5 separate regions of the Mus musculus genome follow, and all the other regions are linked to region 2. The links are chromatin contacts, called in public HiChIP or PLAC-seq and promoter capture Hi-C maps. All regions are on one chromosome and are shown on one strand. The core of a region is the stretch at or near the end of the contact, and the rest is flanking DNA. Distances in the headings are between cores, read along the strand shown.

Region 1 (2,700 bases), core at 97-2,596, 1.6 Mb after region 2:
CTCATCACAAGCTGCAGCTGAGGAGATTTTCTGAGGCAAGCACGAAATCTCCCTAGCCCTGGTACAAAGAACAGGCCATGGTTGCTGCAGAAACAAAGGGAACAAATCTCCAAACTCAGACCCCCAACATTAGTTTCTATGTTCATAAGGAAATCCTGGACCCAACGGACCCTCGACAGGATGGATCTAGGAAGGCTAGCACACCTCTCTTTGGCAAGACTCCTGGGCTGAGCTGAATCTGGTGGCAGGCTTTAAGTAGCAAACTCCTATTGTGGACAGGGGCCTACTCTGGGTCTGGTTCTCCAACAGGGGATCTCACGTCAAGTGCAGCATGAAGAGTTCAAGAGAACAAAAAGCCGGAACCCTGAGCCCTTCACTGCAGCACCAGTCTGGGTCTGTGCGCCTCGCTTCAAATAGGAGGTATGGCTAGGGTTTAGGAGAATGGCCCAGGACTGCAGCATGCTGGCTTCAGATTGGCCTCGAACCTCCCATCTGCACCCTCGAGGGTCTAACACGTTAACCCCGGGCGGGCTGCGGCGCTCACGCTTCTGGAGAGCCGAAGGAAACAAGCGCCCCATTTAACGCGGAGAAAGAAGACAAAGAAGCTCTGGGCCCTCACGCTGCCGCGACTAGCGCACCGACTCTGGACTTCTCTCATCAAACCAACCCCTCAAGTGGACAGGGTCGGGAGAGTTCAGAGCAGGACAGCCGCAGTTCAACCGACGCCCTAGCTCGGCGAGAGGCTGCACCGCGACTCGACGGGCGGTGGCTACCAAGGGGTTCCAAGGAGAGCGCGCCGGACCCGGGCCCCCCGCCTCGGCGCGCGTCTCGCCCCGCGAGGGCGTCTCGCAGGTGGGGAGGTCCACGGCTTCAAAGCCGCCCCACCCCCCGACACCGGCAGGATCCTGGTCCGCTCCTCCCACAGCCCCCGCCGAAGCGGGGAACACCATTGTGCGGGCAGGCGCGGGGCGGCGAGCTGTTGGGGCGTCAGTTGGGCGCGCGGCGGCGGCGGGCCGCTACCTTTGGCGAGCGCCACGGTGGAGTTGTCGGTGTCGATGGTGTAGAGGATGCCCTCATAGCGGATCTGCGCCTTGGAGATGAGGCTGATCTTGCTGCCCAGATACGGGGTGCCGGACGAGCCGCTCATGGCGGCGGCCGGGGCGCGCAGGGCGCGGGGGACCAGCGCCGGGCCCCGCCCGCTCCGCTGCCGCGCGGTGGCCTGGCCTCCCACTCCTGCGCAGCTCCGCGCCGCCGCCTCCGAGGCGCCTCCTGCCGCGCCTAGGGGCCTGCGGGCCACGAGCGAACCGGAGAGGGAGCAGAGCGAGGCGCTTAGCCCGAGTCTGAAGGGAGCGGGGGAGGAGCGCCGCCGCAGCCACATCCGGGGCCTCCCGCCACCGCGCGCCGCCCCCGTACGCTCGCAGCCTATTGGCTCCTCGCTGCCGGCTCCCTTTAAATATGGCCGCGCCGCAGGCGGTGGGCGGGGCCGCGCCTGCGCATTTGGAAGCTGCCGGCCGGGGACCTGCCTCTCCGGGTCTTCCCAGCCGGTTCCCGGCGGGCCTCGCTCACCGCTTCGGGGCCTGAGACTGAGCGGGCGGGGCGAAGCGCGCGTGCGCGGGGCAGGCGGGAGGCCACTGTTTGCAAACTCGGGGGCGGGGCGGGGGCTGGACCTGGAAGAGCGCCAGGCTCCTCCCTCCGCGCGTGCCGCTGGCACCCTTCTGGCCCAGGTGTTAATAGGGCGGAGTTGTCAGTCTTCCTTTCTTGTTTGTTGGAGCTGGACCCCGACAGCGCCGGGCCAGGTGCGTCTTCAGTCCCGCTTGCTCCCCGGGGCTAAGGAACCGGCAGGCGGGTGCTGCTCAGTTCTGCAGCGCTCACGGCGGGGGCGACCCTGAAATAGAAAGTGCAGGGGGAGCTCGGGGCAGCCCTGCGCTCCCAAGCCTGATATCCCTAAAATAAGCCCTGACTGTTTTGGGTGACTCCCGCCCGCGTGCGCGCGTCCTCAGACTGCGGCCCAAAGCCCAGCCCGCAGTATAAAATTGGGAGATTTCCCCCTAAATCGCTTCCCATTCTTGCGTTGCTGACTCCGCATCATGCATAGCGGGTAACTTTGTATGTATGAGCGCATGCTAATTTACAGTTAGTCTCCACCATCAGATTAGAGCCCAATATTAGTTACTATGAGAAATTTGGTGGCGATTGGCATTTTATAAACGTGAAATAGAATGAAAGAGGAGATAAGGGAACATCCCATATAGTGAAAACAAGTACTGTTTTGTGAAACAATTTCTCTTAAATGTGAGCCATAAAACGTACTTCTTACTGTAGTGACATCAACTTACCACCACTGCCGGAGGATGCTGGGAATAGTTGTGAACAATTTTAAATTTTAATATTTTCTTATTCGGTGCATGTGCATGTGTGTCCGTGTGTGCATATGTCACAACATGTGTAGAGGCCAGAGGACAGTTAGGAGTTCTCTGCTTCCTGGAAGCATATGGGTCCCGGAAATGGGTATTCAGGGGGTCACACTTAGCAGCAAATGCATTTACCCGCTGAGCCATCTTGCTGAGCCTGTTTTTTGTTTTGTTTTTTTGTTTTTTGTTTTCTTTTAGTTTTAGTTTTAGTTGTGACAGGGGTCTGTCTTACTCTTAGCTCAGGTTGGCGGGGAACTGACTGTGCAGCCCAAACTGGTCTCTAACCTCC
Region 2 (2,700 bases), core at 34-2,533:
ACAATTTCAGAGAATCAGTTCTCTCCTCCTACCTCGTGAATTCTGGGAACTCAAACTCAGGGTTGACAGAGCCTTTACCCTCTGAGCCACTTCACCAGCCACCTACTTGCCTTTTTATGTGCCTATACCAAATTCCACGTTTTTCCTTTACTCCCCCAAAATCTGACACTTCGTAAACCCAACTAAAATGCCACACTGCTGAATATCTCTTGACTTCTGTCCTACTTTTTGTGCTTATTTATACCAATACCGAACTTGTCTTGTGAACTGCAAGTCTTCTGAAAACGGCTGTGAATGCCTCCCTTCTCCTACCATTACCAAGGAAGACTTATGTTTCCCTAATCAAATGCATAAAAAGTAGGAAAAATACTATTCATCTACCCAACACCTTATGACTAGTGGCACTGCCATCTCTGTCCAGACGGCTGAGAATTTGAACAGGTGACCTACAGCCACACATCCTAGAGAAAAATGTTTAAGGGAAGAAAGGTATAGCACACTCTTACTGTATACATCAAAGACTCAACTGCTTCTTACAGCCAACTCGCTTACGGATATTACTTCAGACACCAAGACACTGAGATTCAGACCCCTCAGTCATATCTTAGAGTGGTAGTCAGGCCTCATGAACCTACATATTTCGACACATACATACATACATGCATACCCACTTTGTCGGAAAGGCATTATGCCAAATTACCTAGTTGTGGCGGTGAAAGTTAACCTTGTTTTTGAGACAAGGTTTCGTTAAGTAATTCTAGCTGTCCTGAAACTCGCTGTGTAGCCCTGGCTGTTTTGTAATTCGCTATGTAGACGAGGCTGGTCTCTTAACTTAAAAACGAAGGCCTCTGCCCCTGCCCCATCCCATCCCACCCACCCCCCACAACAATGCTGGGGTTAGAGACGTGCGCCACTAGCTCCAGCCCCTGGTTTTTTGTTTTATTTTGAGACGCGGTCTCTCTAGCTCTAGTGGCTGCTAGTCCAGAATCGTTCTCAAATAGGCCAAGAGCGAGCTGTGTTCCAGGGCACCAGGCACCCTACCCGGGGCAAACTCCCCCCCACTGCCTTACCCCCTGCCCAGCCCGGGTACGTAGCCCAGCGGCGCAGGCATGCCCAGGAACGGCTTCTTCTTCTTGTTCATGGCGGTGTTATTGACCGAAACACAGAAAAGCAGGGGAGCAAGTATACGACAGAAGACTCAGAGTCCTCCGGGTGTCGCAGCAGTAAGAGATGCAGGCACTACGTCACCCGCGCACCGGAAGTAGAGAGCTGGGTCACGGAAAGCCCCGCCCACCTAGAGCTTCGGGCGGAAGTCAAAGATGTGGGTTTGCAAAGTGTTTCCGGCCAGCGCTGTGTGCAGTGTTTGTTGCGGGAAGACGCGCGTGCGCGTGACGGTATTCGGTATCGCGCCACAAGGACGTGGGTTCGATTTTCATGCCAGCCTTGACGCGGAGCCGGAACGCATTAGTCCTGTTCAGGAGCGTTCCGGTGCAAGCAAGGCTGCGAAGCCACTTAGTTCAACCACCATAACCACTTCAGACTAGCCTTACTGTACTGAACCGTATGCGGCCACCGACGGTCCAGACTACGCCATCAGATCCGGGACCACTCCAACCCCCGCGCGCCTTCTGAGGACAGATGTATAGTGCACTCAACAGTGTGTGGGCCAGCGTCACAAGCTTGGGAGTGATTGTGTGCCCAGTGGCTTGAGTGGACTCACACCACTCTACTTTGCACAGATATTTTCTGTGTGCAGCTCCTCCCGAAACACAATGCCAGTCCCACCTGTTGTGTAATAATAGCTTCAGGCCGTGAATTAGGCTGTACAGGGCATTAACCCCACGCTATAAAAAGTTGCTTAGCCTCGGCGATGTCTACCTGCAGAAGCAGTATGCCACCCCTGGGAAACAACCCTGCTCCGAGTTAAACCTCAAAAATAGCTGTAAACTCCTGGTAGCTACTCTGTGTGTATGTCCCAGCCCTTTTAGGTTAGGGGCCCTCAGTGTTTAAATAAAGCAGTCTCAGCCCGTTGAGACAGTCTGCCTCTCAGCCTCACTTGTCTTACACCTCCTACACATGGGGAGAGCACCAGACTCTAGGGCCGACAGGAAAAACTGCAAGTTGTGCAGCCTGGACTCTGCTGGATCAGACAACCAGGCCTCTACAGCCAATGCTTTTCAGTGAGGTACTAAAGCAGTCCTGGCTCCCTAGACAGGTTTTTAGGGAGGAGCAGGATTGAGTCTGTGAACACTGACCCACAGGGAACTGTGCCTGACAGAGGGGCTTCACAGAGATAGGAGTATTGCCTGAAGTTCAAAGCAAAGTGGTCCGTAAATGAGGGTCAGCAAATACTCCAGTAAAGAATGAGCTAGTAGCTGACTCAGACAGATACAGACACCAACAGCCAAGCAGTGGATTGAGCTTGAGGATTCTTATGGAAGAACAGGGGAAAGGATTGTGGGTCCTGAAGGGGATAGGAACTCCACAGGAAGACCAACAGAGTCAACTAACCTGGACCCTTGGAGCTCTCAGAGTCTGAACCGCCAACCAAGGAACATACACCGGCTGAACCTAGGTTTCCCCACTCATGCATGGCAGATATGTGGCTTGATGTGGGTCCTAAATAACTGAATCAAGGGCTATCTCTACGTGGAATATGTTCTGCTAGCTGGGCTGCCTTGTCTGGCCTCAGTGGGAGAA
Region 3 (2,700 bases), core at 164-2,663, 1.4 Mb after region 2:
AGACAGAGTAGACCACTCTCCTGCTTACCTGCATCCAGAAGAAGAGCCGCTTGGACCCTGCCTTAAACTTGAGCACGTAGACCCTCCCACTGGGGCACTGAGGTACCCGCTTGAACTCACAGTCATCAGGAAAGATAATCAAGTCCTGGCGACACAAGGAGGACAGTCAGACGACAGATAGACAGAGGCACACAAGTGTGTACCACCAAGGCTTAGGTCCCTGAATATTTGCTGGACCCCAATAACAGGGTGGAGTCAAGAAGTCTCAGACCCCAGTGAAGACAAACAGAAGAGGGCCCAGACTGGAGGAATAGAAAAAGTGCTCTCTGAGGACCAGACGACTTAACAGAAACATTCTGGAACTGTGTTCCAAGAAGTAAAAGGTCAACCAACTCTGGCTAGCTGCTCCTAAGTGTAACAAAGAACAATGTACTTTGGGAGACAAAGAGCCCCAAGGAAAGCAGCCTCTTCAGAGCGCTAAACTACCCGAGGCTGTGGTGAGGGTCATATCTGCACACTCCTCCACAAGACTGGAAGTTTAAGGCCAGGGCTGAGGCCACCAGCCCACCCTATCACCCTGTCAGCAGGCTGTCTCTGCTAAAACCTTAAGAACCATGGTCACCACGGGGTGCATGGCTTCACAGAGTGACTGGAGCACTCTGCCAACCTTGGGACCCCTACACTAATCTATGGAAGATGAAGCCATATTCCCTGCTCTTGCCCCGCTGGCCTGTTCTGGCTACAGGCACTCACATCCTCCACGGTCCCAGAGGTCCTGTCTTTCCAACAGAAGTGAATAAGGGAGTCGTCCGTCTGCTGGATGTACACGAGACCTTTCCGTTTATCTGGGGTGACCGTAGTTCCTTTTAATGACATTTTTCCTGCCCGGAACTCCACCAAATATTTGGTAGAAGACCCCCGAGAGCCGGGCACCAGGCTTGGGAACAGAGCGCCTGAAGTCGTCATCCTGAAAAAACAGAGCGAGGCCCGTCGTTCCGCGTCGCGTGCTCAATGTCCCACCCATACGCCGGTCGGCCCGCGACTGCCCGGGAGCGGGAGCGCGCCAGGCTGCGCAAGGCCAGGGCTGTGCGCAGGGCCGAGCGCAGCCCCGCGGAGCCCCTGCTCCCGCGACGTCACTGCCCGCCCGTGCGGAGGGAGCCTCGCTGCGTCCGGCCCCGGCGCGTCTGGGGCACCGGCGGCCGGCCCGGACTGACTCGGCCCCCCGGCTGCTGCCGCGTCCCGTCCTCCCGCCGCTCGACCCAGCCTGGAGCCGCGTGCGCCTAAGCCGCCGCTGCCGCCACCGGGCCCCTACCTGGCGGTGCTCACACTCGGCCTAGGGGCACCGTCCGGGCTCGCTCTTCCTCCTCGGCGCCTGCCGGGCCTCGCCGGAAGCCCGTGCTTGGCCCGCCCCGCCGCCGCTCTCGCCGCGGATTGAGTTCCGTCAGCCGCGCGGCCGGCCCCGACCAGGTCCCGATTGGCCCTGGTCACCGTCCATCGCATCCGGCCCGCCTCCGCGCCGGCGGCCTGTTTCCGGCGGAAGCGCGGGCCAGAGCGGCCCCTATTGTTGCTGTGTCATAGGGGAGCGGCGGTGGCCCCTGGCGGCAGCGCTGGGAACAGCGCCCCGGCCTCCACGACTCGCAGAAAGGGCCCCCGCGGGGCGGCGCTGCAGAGGTCGAGACCAGGGTGATGGGCACCGGACCGTACACCAACGTGCTCGTGGGGTTGAGCTGTGACACGTACCCTGGGACGGATGTCCGCTGTTACCCATCTAGTTCTGAATGGACCTGTCTCTCTCCACACCGCAGGGAGACAGCCTGTCTGATTTGCATTATTGGGTGAGCGAGGTGTCAGGGCCCAAGACATAAAATAGTCACATGGTTTAAAAGGTAGGAGGTAGTCTCTTGACACGAGAGCGAGGAAAGTGTCAGCTTCATGTCACTTTGTGCTAATTTGACATACATTATAGGAAAGTACAAGCGGCTGCTCAGGATGGGGGAGTGGAGGTGGGGTGGAGAAGGTAGCATGGGGTTGCTCAATGCTGTAAGAACAAGTTCACAGAGCACCGCGGATGGGTGGGGTCTAAGGGCTGCTTGTAGCTAGTCAGGTAGGGTGCCACCACCTTCCTGTAGGGCAGAGGTGCTCGCAGAATGTAAAGCCCAAGAGTCCTCACAGTTTCTTTTACACACCACTTCCATTTCTTTGCTTCCTCTATGACAGCTTTAAGGCCCCAGGCCCACCCTCCAGCCCTCTCCAGGGCCAAGCAGTGCTGAATTCTCTGGCATGCTCCACAAGTTACCATCTGTGTATATGTGAAACGTGTGCGGTCTTTTTCTGAAACAAAGGTGAAAAGTAGTTTTTCTCACTTACTACTGTCTGACGCCGACACCAACGTGTTCCAGGCCAGCCTGAGCTGGAGGGAGTCCCGCCTCTAAGATGCATTTCTGTCGCCACTGTGGCTCACTCGCTTTAGTTCCTGCTTGGAATTCTGATGCAGTAAGTTCTACATGCTTGCGTCTGTCATCTTTTTGTTGGACTCTGTCCTGTGTAGTTTCCTTTTTTTAAAAGTGTGTGTCACCCATGTGGCAGTCTAAGCACAACATTCAGTAACTTGCTTCTTTACACTCTGGGTTCCTGTGATCAGACTTGGGTTACCAGACTTGCCTGGCAAACAATGTTACCTGTTGAGTCATCTCGCTGGCC
Region 4 (2,700 bases), core at 148-2,647, 1.6 Mb after region 2:
AAAAAGTTAAATGTGGCAAGATCTATAAAACCTGCATTTCTGCTTTCCTCCAATAATCTCCCCTGCTAACTAGGACTTGCCAACAGTGATAACCATTATGTTCCTAAGGAGGATAGCAAGGGTGATCTGGGAAACAGGCGACAAGCGAAGAAAATCCCCACAAGCCTCTGAGGGAGTAGAGAGGCCAATTTCCTTTGGGAACTAACTGGCTCAAAAGAATTCAAGAATTCTGTAAAAGGAACCAGAATTAGGAAAAGCCATCGCGTAAGAAAGATGCCTGGAACCGCGAAGGCAAACAGTAAGAAGCTAAAGTGTCCAAGCCAAAACTTAAAGCTTCCTTTTGTTAAAGACGTCCACACACCCACGCAAACGCCTTCTCTGAGAAACTGGCCCAAACTAAAGGATGAAACTGAGAGACTGCAGGACAAACCTGCGGTGTCTGAAGCCAGGGTGCAGAAGGCGAGGCTCGCGGATACCCAGTGGCCCGAGCGGGGGCGGGGCTGCGCTAGCCTCAAGTCCGCCGCGTGCAGCAAGCTCTGGACAGCGGTGCGGGCTCTGGAAATGGCACGCACACTTTGGATGCGTTCCTTTGTGCAGGGCACCGCAGTACCTCACAAGAGCGGCCAGCTCGCCGCAGCGGCGCGCCTCCAGGCTGCCTGCTCCCCCTTCTCCACTCGCCAAGCATCGCGCAAAGGCGCGCGACCGTCGCTACCACGGCTGTCAGCAGAGCGCGACAAGCCCCCGCCCCGGCTGGAGGGGCCGCGGGCCCTGGCGTCTCGCTCTGTTGCGTCTGCTGCCTGGGGCGCTCTGGGAGAAGAACGCGCAACGCGCTCCGGGGTCCCCACCCCCTGCGGCCGCCGGGCCCCCGCTGCCAGTGCCTCCAGCAAAGTTGGCGCAGGCTTTCCTGGGGGCGCGGGGAGCCGCCGTCAGGGCTCCGTGCGGCGGGCTGTGCCCCGGCTTTGTTCGTGCCCCGCGCCCACCCGCACTCTGTACCCCCTCGGCCATGCCCACCTTCTGGATGGTCTGCTGAGTGACCTCCCCTTTGCCTCTCGGCCGCGCCGACGCGAAGGCCACGGACATGGTGGTGGCGCGGACTCAGCCCGTGATCATTGGGGTTTATTCTCCGGCTGCGCCCCGCGGCCCGAGGTGCCCATTCTCCGCAGAGCGGGGGCGGGGACACGGGGGGCGCGGTGCCGTGGGCTCGCCCGCCTGCCTGTCGCCAATGCGCGCTCGAGTCCCCCGCGTCCCCACGCCTTACGCGACTGCCTCCCAGGTCAGGATACCGCGCGGAGGCCCCCTGCACCCGGCCTGCGCTCTTCGTCCAGCCGGTAGCCGGTACACCGCCCCCTGTGCTGAGCTTCGGTGGTTCCGCCCGCCCTGCCCCGCCCCGCCGTGCCGCACGTCCCCCTGACGCCAGACGCCAGCAGCGTGGCCCGGGAGGGCGGGGCGCTGACGGTGAGTGTGCGCTTTTGAGCGGCGGCGGCCCGAGCTAGTGCGTCCGCAGTGATGAGCTACGACCGCGCCATCACCGTCTTCTCGCCCGACGGCCACCTCTTCCAAGTGGAGTACGCGCAGGAGGCGGTCAAAAAGGGCTCCACCGCGGTGAGCCGGCCCGGGGCCTGAGCGACGGGGTGCAAAAGGAAGCGGGGCACGCAGACCTGGGCGCGGGGGCCGCGCTATCTGCTGGCGGCGGGTGGACCAGGAGGTGACGGGAGCTGAATGGTGACGACGTAGGAAGGGCACCAGGTCGCGGGGACCGCGCCGCGCTTCCCGGAGAGCCGGGCGATTTTTTCTGGCTTCCCCACTGCGGAGCATCTAGGCGAGCGCATCCCCGGGGCTGGGCCGGGGCCATCTTGGTGCTGTGCGCGCGGCGCGGACGGCGGAGGCCGCAGGTGCGCGCGGGCGGCGGGAGGCTGGCTGTAGCCGGCGCCGGCGGGGACTTGGGGATCTGCGAGCTAGGCCCAGGTGGGCGTTGTGAACAAAGGGCGATTCGTCGGCCCTGCGATGGTGACAGGCTGCTTCCGGGTCCGCATGCGCCACCGACGCCGTGTTCTGGTTCCGGTGGGCCCTTCTCACCGCGCCCCAGTTTTGTTCAGTCCTTAGCACTGTTTGGAAAAGGACTCCCCACACCTGTAAGCGCCAGCAGTGAGACAGTTTTAGTTTTGGTTTTTGTTTTTCCCGAGTCACCGGATCTTCCGGAACACACGTGGTTCCGAGTCTTGAAACGCTTACATTTCCCAGGTATTTTATCTCCTTGAAACTAAAACCCCAAAGCTTTTGGTGACCCAATCCACCCAAGAACTCTGGAATGACAGGGCTTGGAAGTGCAGGCCTGTATAATCCTGGCATTTAGAAGGTTGAGGCTCGAAAAATCTCACAAGTACAAAGCCAGCCTGGGCTTCTAAATCTAGAGACCCTAAAGACTTCTAAAACTATAAAGACTCTTTGTGGTTGTGTGTGTGCATTATTAATTTATTATTTTAAAAGTTATTTTTATGTGCGTTTGGCCGTTTGTCTATATGTATATATCTGTGTGAGAGTGTCAGATTCCCTGGAACTAGAGTTGCCATATGGGTGCTGGGAATTGAACCTGGGGTCCTGTGGAAGAGCAGCCGCTGAGCCATCACTCCAAACCCAAGAGATACAGCTAGTGAGAAACCGTCTAACAAAAGAAAAACCTGTGAGGCCAGTGAGGTGGCT
Region 5 (2,700 bases), core at 186-2,685, 1.0 Mb after region 2:
GTGCAGCAGCGACTCCTGGTGGTTGAACCTTTTACTGCCTACGGCTCTGTCCGGAGAAGGCGAGGGAACAAACCTTATGCTTTAAAAATGCACCAGATGGGCGTGGTGACACACTCCTGTAATTCTAGCTCTCGGGAGAGAGAGGCAGGAGTTCTGAGTCAGCCAAGTCTGCATAGCATGACACACACGGCCCAAAAATCTGGGCTTCACCTGGTTAGGTAATTTGGAAAAGAACTCAGCTAGAAGTGAAGGTGTGTCTCTCCTTGCCAGAGATAAATTGTACAATATGTAAATTACATCTCACTAAAACTGTTTAAGAAAAATAGTTTAAACAACAACAGCAGCAACAACAATAACAACAACAACATCCCATGGGCTAGTGAGATGGCCCATCTAATAGAGATCCTTGTGCACAGCCCATAACTGGAACTCCACCCCTGGATCCTAGAGCTGGCAGGAGAGGAGCAATTCTTAGGAGTTGTACTCTAGAGCTGGAGACATGGCTCAGCGGTTAAGAGCACTGACTGCTCTACCAGAAGTCCTGAGTTCAATTCCCAGCAACCACATGGTGGCTCACAATCATCTGTAATGGGTTCTGATGCCCTCTTCTGGTGTGTCTGAAGATAGCTACAGCATAGTCATATAAATAAAATAAGTAAAAAAAAAAAAAAAAGTTGTATTCTAACCTCTATATGTATTCCATGGTATATGCACACTTGCACACACACACCATAAATAATTTAAAAATTTAAAGCCCAACAATCACATTTTGTAGGAGTGAAGCTCTGTATATCTTTCAGTAGCCCTGACCTGAGTGCACGACAGTCCCAGAATTAAGTGCTTCCTTGGCATCAGAAGACAGAAATCCAGGTCCTGTCGGCCTTGCTACCTACCTGTACCTCCATTCTGTCCCTACAGTGGATCCACTCCAGAAGTGGTTGGATGATTAACTCAGACTGTCAGAATTTCAGGCAGGTGTTAGTAGCTCTACATGGGATTGGATAGGGCCAAGGGCTGGGCACAGCAGCCTTAAGAACATGGTTGCTTCTGGGCCTGAGTCACCCCAGTCAGCTGTGCCATGGGTCCTACCCTGCCACCCATCCAGGTTTCATTACTTACCCATTCCTCAGCCATTGCCAGGCATCAGAATCCCTTTTCTGACTGATGCCTCTCAGACTAAGATGTTGAGAACCTTTGTTCTCCTTTGTGCTATGGGGCCACTGTAGCTCTGAACTCTTGGGTCTTGATAAGGATCACTTGCTGGCTGCCACAAGCCTTGAATCCAGTCCTGACACTCCACTTGCCCCTCATTCAGGCCTGTAACCAGACAATGCTCACAGCAGGGAACCATGGAGGGTGCTGGCTCTGACCTGTCTCATTGTCTGGGACAGCTCAGAGCTCAGAGCCAGACAGCAGTCTGTGGCCAGGCTTCAGCTTTCCCACTGTGAAAGCGTAGCTGGTGGAAAAGTTCCCACAATGCCACAGGGGAGGTGTGGCCCAATAAAGCTTCATAAGGGGGTGTGGGGTCACTGCTATCATGTGGATATGATGCAGCTGGGAGTTATGATCTCACAGGGGCGGTGCCCTTGCCTCTGCTTGGTTGGCATGCAGAACTTGGCTTAGTTACTGTACGGCTGGGTGAAGCATAATCTACCATCTGGGACATGTCATAAAGCAAGTTCCCAACCTAAGAGCTGCCACATATTAAGTGCCCAGGAGCTGATTGATAATATCCTGGTTATTCTCTGAATATCTAAGGCATGGTAGACTCTGCTGCTGACTGCTTCTGGTTCCGGTCCACCTTAGTCTCACCCCTACCAGGTAGGATACTCCTTCAATTTGGAGTGCGTCCTTCTTCAGGGAGCTTCCCTATGTAACCCTCAACCTCATCTATCCTAGCTGGTCCTCTCTGGTTTGTGCGATCTCTGTACTCAGACCACATCCTACCAGCCATGACATTTGCAAACATCCGTCTGTTACTTCAGAACGCGTGACTGGCAATATAGACTTGATGCCTATAGACAGGTTGGATGGTTTAGGAGAGAAGGATGACTTCATTCTTTCTCTCCACGAAGCCACAGCAGGTCTCTGCAGAACTCTCTGTTAGGTAGTAGGAAGTAGCTGAGCATCAAGGTCAGCAGCTAAGACCCCGCCTACTATCCCACGCTAACTTCTTATTTTCATGAACATGTAGGCTCTCTAGTCCAAAAGCATGAATTAAGAGGAAGCTGTGCTTGTTCGTTTTGTAGCGCTCCTGTGATTATCACTCTCTAACAAGGAGCTGTAGAGAAACCATTAGCCCATGATCATGTGTGTGATCCCGTAGCTTCAAAGTGAATTCACACCTGTTGGGAGCTGAGAGGTTCCTTCAAACCTGATAGAAGGATTTCTTTGGTCTGGAGCAGGTGTCTGTGTGGCACACCACCAACTTTCTGTAGAAATGGCTGGTGAAGTTTGCCCAGATTTGTCTTCTCCGTGAGGTCTTCAGGTGGTTCCAGGTGGCCAGGATATAATCAGCTTTGTAGCAAGACTCCTTACTTCCCAGATACAAAGTAGACAATGATATATATCTACTAGCCAACTGGTCAAGTCCTTTCTCATTTGTTGCGACTCCTGCTGCTTAAGTCTTTTATACAAGATAGATACAAGTGCTGGGATTCTTGATCCTAGTGTGAAGGGTTCAGACTGGGCTCAGGTGAG

The links. Promoter capture Hi-C pulls out the DNA fragments that hold promoters and counts their contacts. HiChIP or PLAC-seq counts read pairs in DNA pulled down with a chosen protein or histone mark.
Region 1: a FOXA1 HiChIP or PLAC-seq map of pancreatic cancer cells shows a contact between it and region 2. The contact joins the promoter of Lsm14b here to the promoter of Prpf6 in region 2. A contact is called at or near these places in 2 of 39 promoter capture datasets (both in liver) and 1 of 115 datasets of contacts at active chromatin or transcription factors (pancreatic cancer cells).
Region 3: a contact with region 2 is called in a promoter capture Hi-C map of pre-B cells, with 4 times the contacts expected there. The contact joins the promoter of Adrm1 here to the promoter of Prpf6 in region 2. A contact is called at or near these places in 3 of 39 promoter capture datasets (the C10 cell line, embryonic stem cells and pre-B cells) and 1 of 115 datasets of contacts at active chromatin or transcription factors (astrocytes).
Region 4: a contact with region 2 is called in an H3K27ac HiChIP or PLAC-seq map of microglia, with 6 times the contacts expected there. The contact joins the promoter of Ss18l1 here to the promoter of Prpf6 in region 2. A contact is called at or near these places in 3 of 39 promoter capture datasets (the C10 cell line and liver) and 1 of 115 datasets of contacts at active chromatin or transcription factors (microglia).
Region 5: a contact with region 2 is called in a promoter capture Hi-C map of pre-B cells, with 4 times the contacts expected there. The contact joins the promoter of Mrgbp here to the promoter of Prpf6 in region 2. A contact is called at or near these places in 6 of 39 promoter capture datasets (the C10 cell line, the HPC-7 cell line, erythroid cells and 3 more), 1 of 484 Hi-C or Micro-C datasets (erythroblasts) and 2 of 9 other capture datasets (adipose tissue and liver).

Annotation. Positions count from the first base shown.
Region 1 is chr2:180,023,633-180,026,332 of GRCm38.p6, reverse strand. It overlaps Lsm14b (LSM family member 14B), which reads right to left and starts at 1,346. Exons shown (of 10, transcript NM_001372364.1): 1 at 1,021-1,346. The coding sequence starts at 1,147.
Region 2 is chr2:181,599,902-181,602,601 of GRCm38.p6, reverse strand. It overlaps Prpf6 (pre-mRNA splicing factor 6), which reads right to left and starts at 1,283. Exons shown (of 21, transcript NM_133701.2): 1 at 1,071-1,283. The coding sequence starts at 1,141.
Region 3 is chr2:180,170,301-180,173,000 of GRCm38.p6, reverse strand. Adrm1 (adhesion regulating molecule 1) reads right to left here and starts at 1,413. Exons shown (of 10, transcript NM_019822.3): 1 at 1,313-1,413; 2 at 754-967; 3 at 29-145. The coding sequence starts at 966. It overlaps Gm29886 (a long non-coding RNA gene), which reads left to right and starts at 1,751. Exons shown (of 4, transcript XR_867152.3): 1 at 1,751-1,835; 2 at 2,218-2,493.
Region 4 is chr2:180,041,180-180,043,879 of GRCm38.p6, reverse strand. It overlaps Ss18l1 (SS18, nBAF chromatin remodeling complex subunit like 1), which reads right to left and starts at 1,397. Exons shown (of 11, transcript NM_178750.5): 1 at 1,012-1,397. The coding sequence starts at 1,080. Psma7 (proteasome subunit alpha 7) reads left to right here and starts at 1,416. Exons shown (of 7, transcript NM_011969.2): 1 at 1,416-1,602. The coding sequence starts at 1,507.
Region 5 is chr2:180,579,957-180,582,656 of GRCm38.p6, reverse strand. Mrgbp (MRG/MORF4L binding protein) reads right to left here and starts at 1,435. Exons shown (of 6, transcript NM_028479.2): 1 at 1,120-1,435; 2 at 1-46. It overlaps Gm30144 (a long non-coding RNA gene), which reads left to right and starts at 789. Exons shown (of 5, transcript XR_001783605.2): 1 at 789-1,821.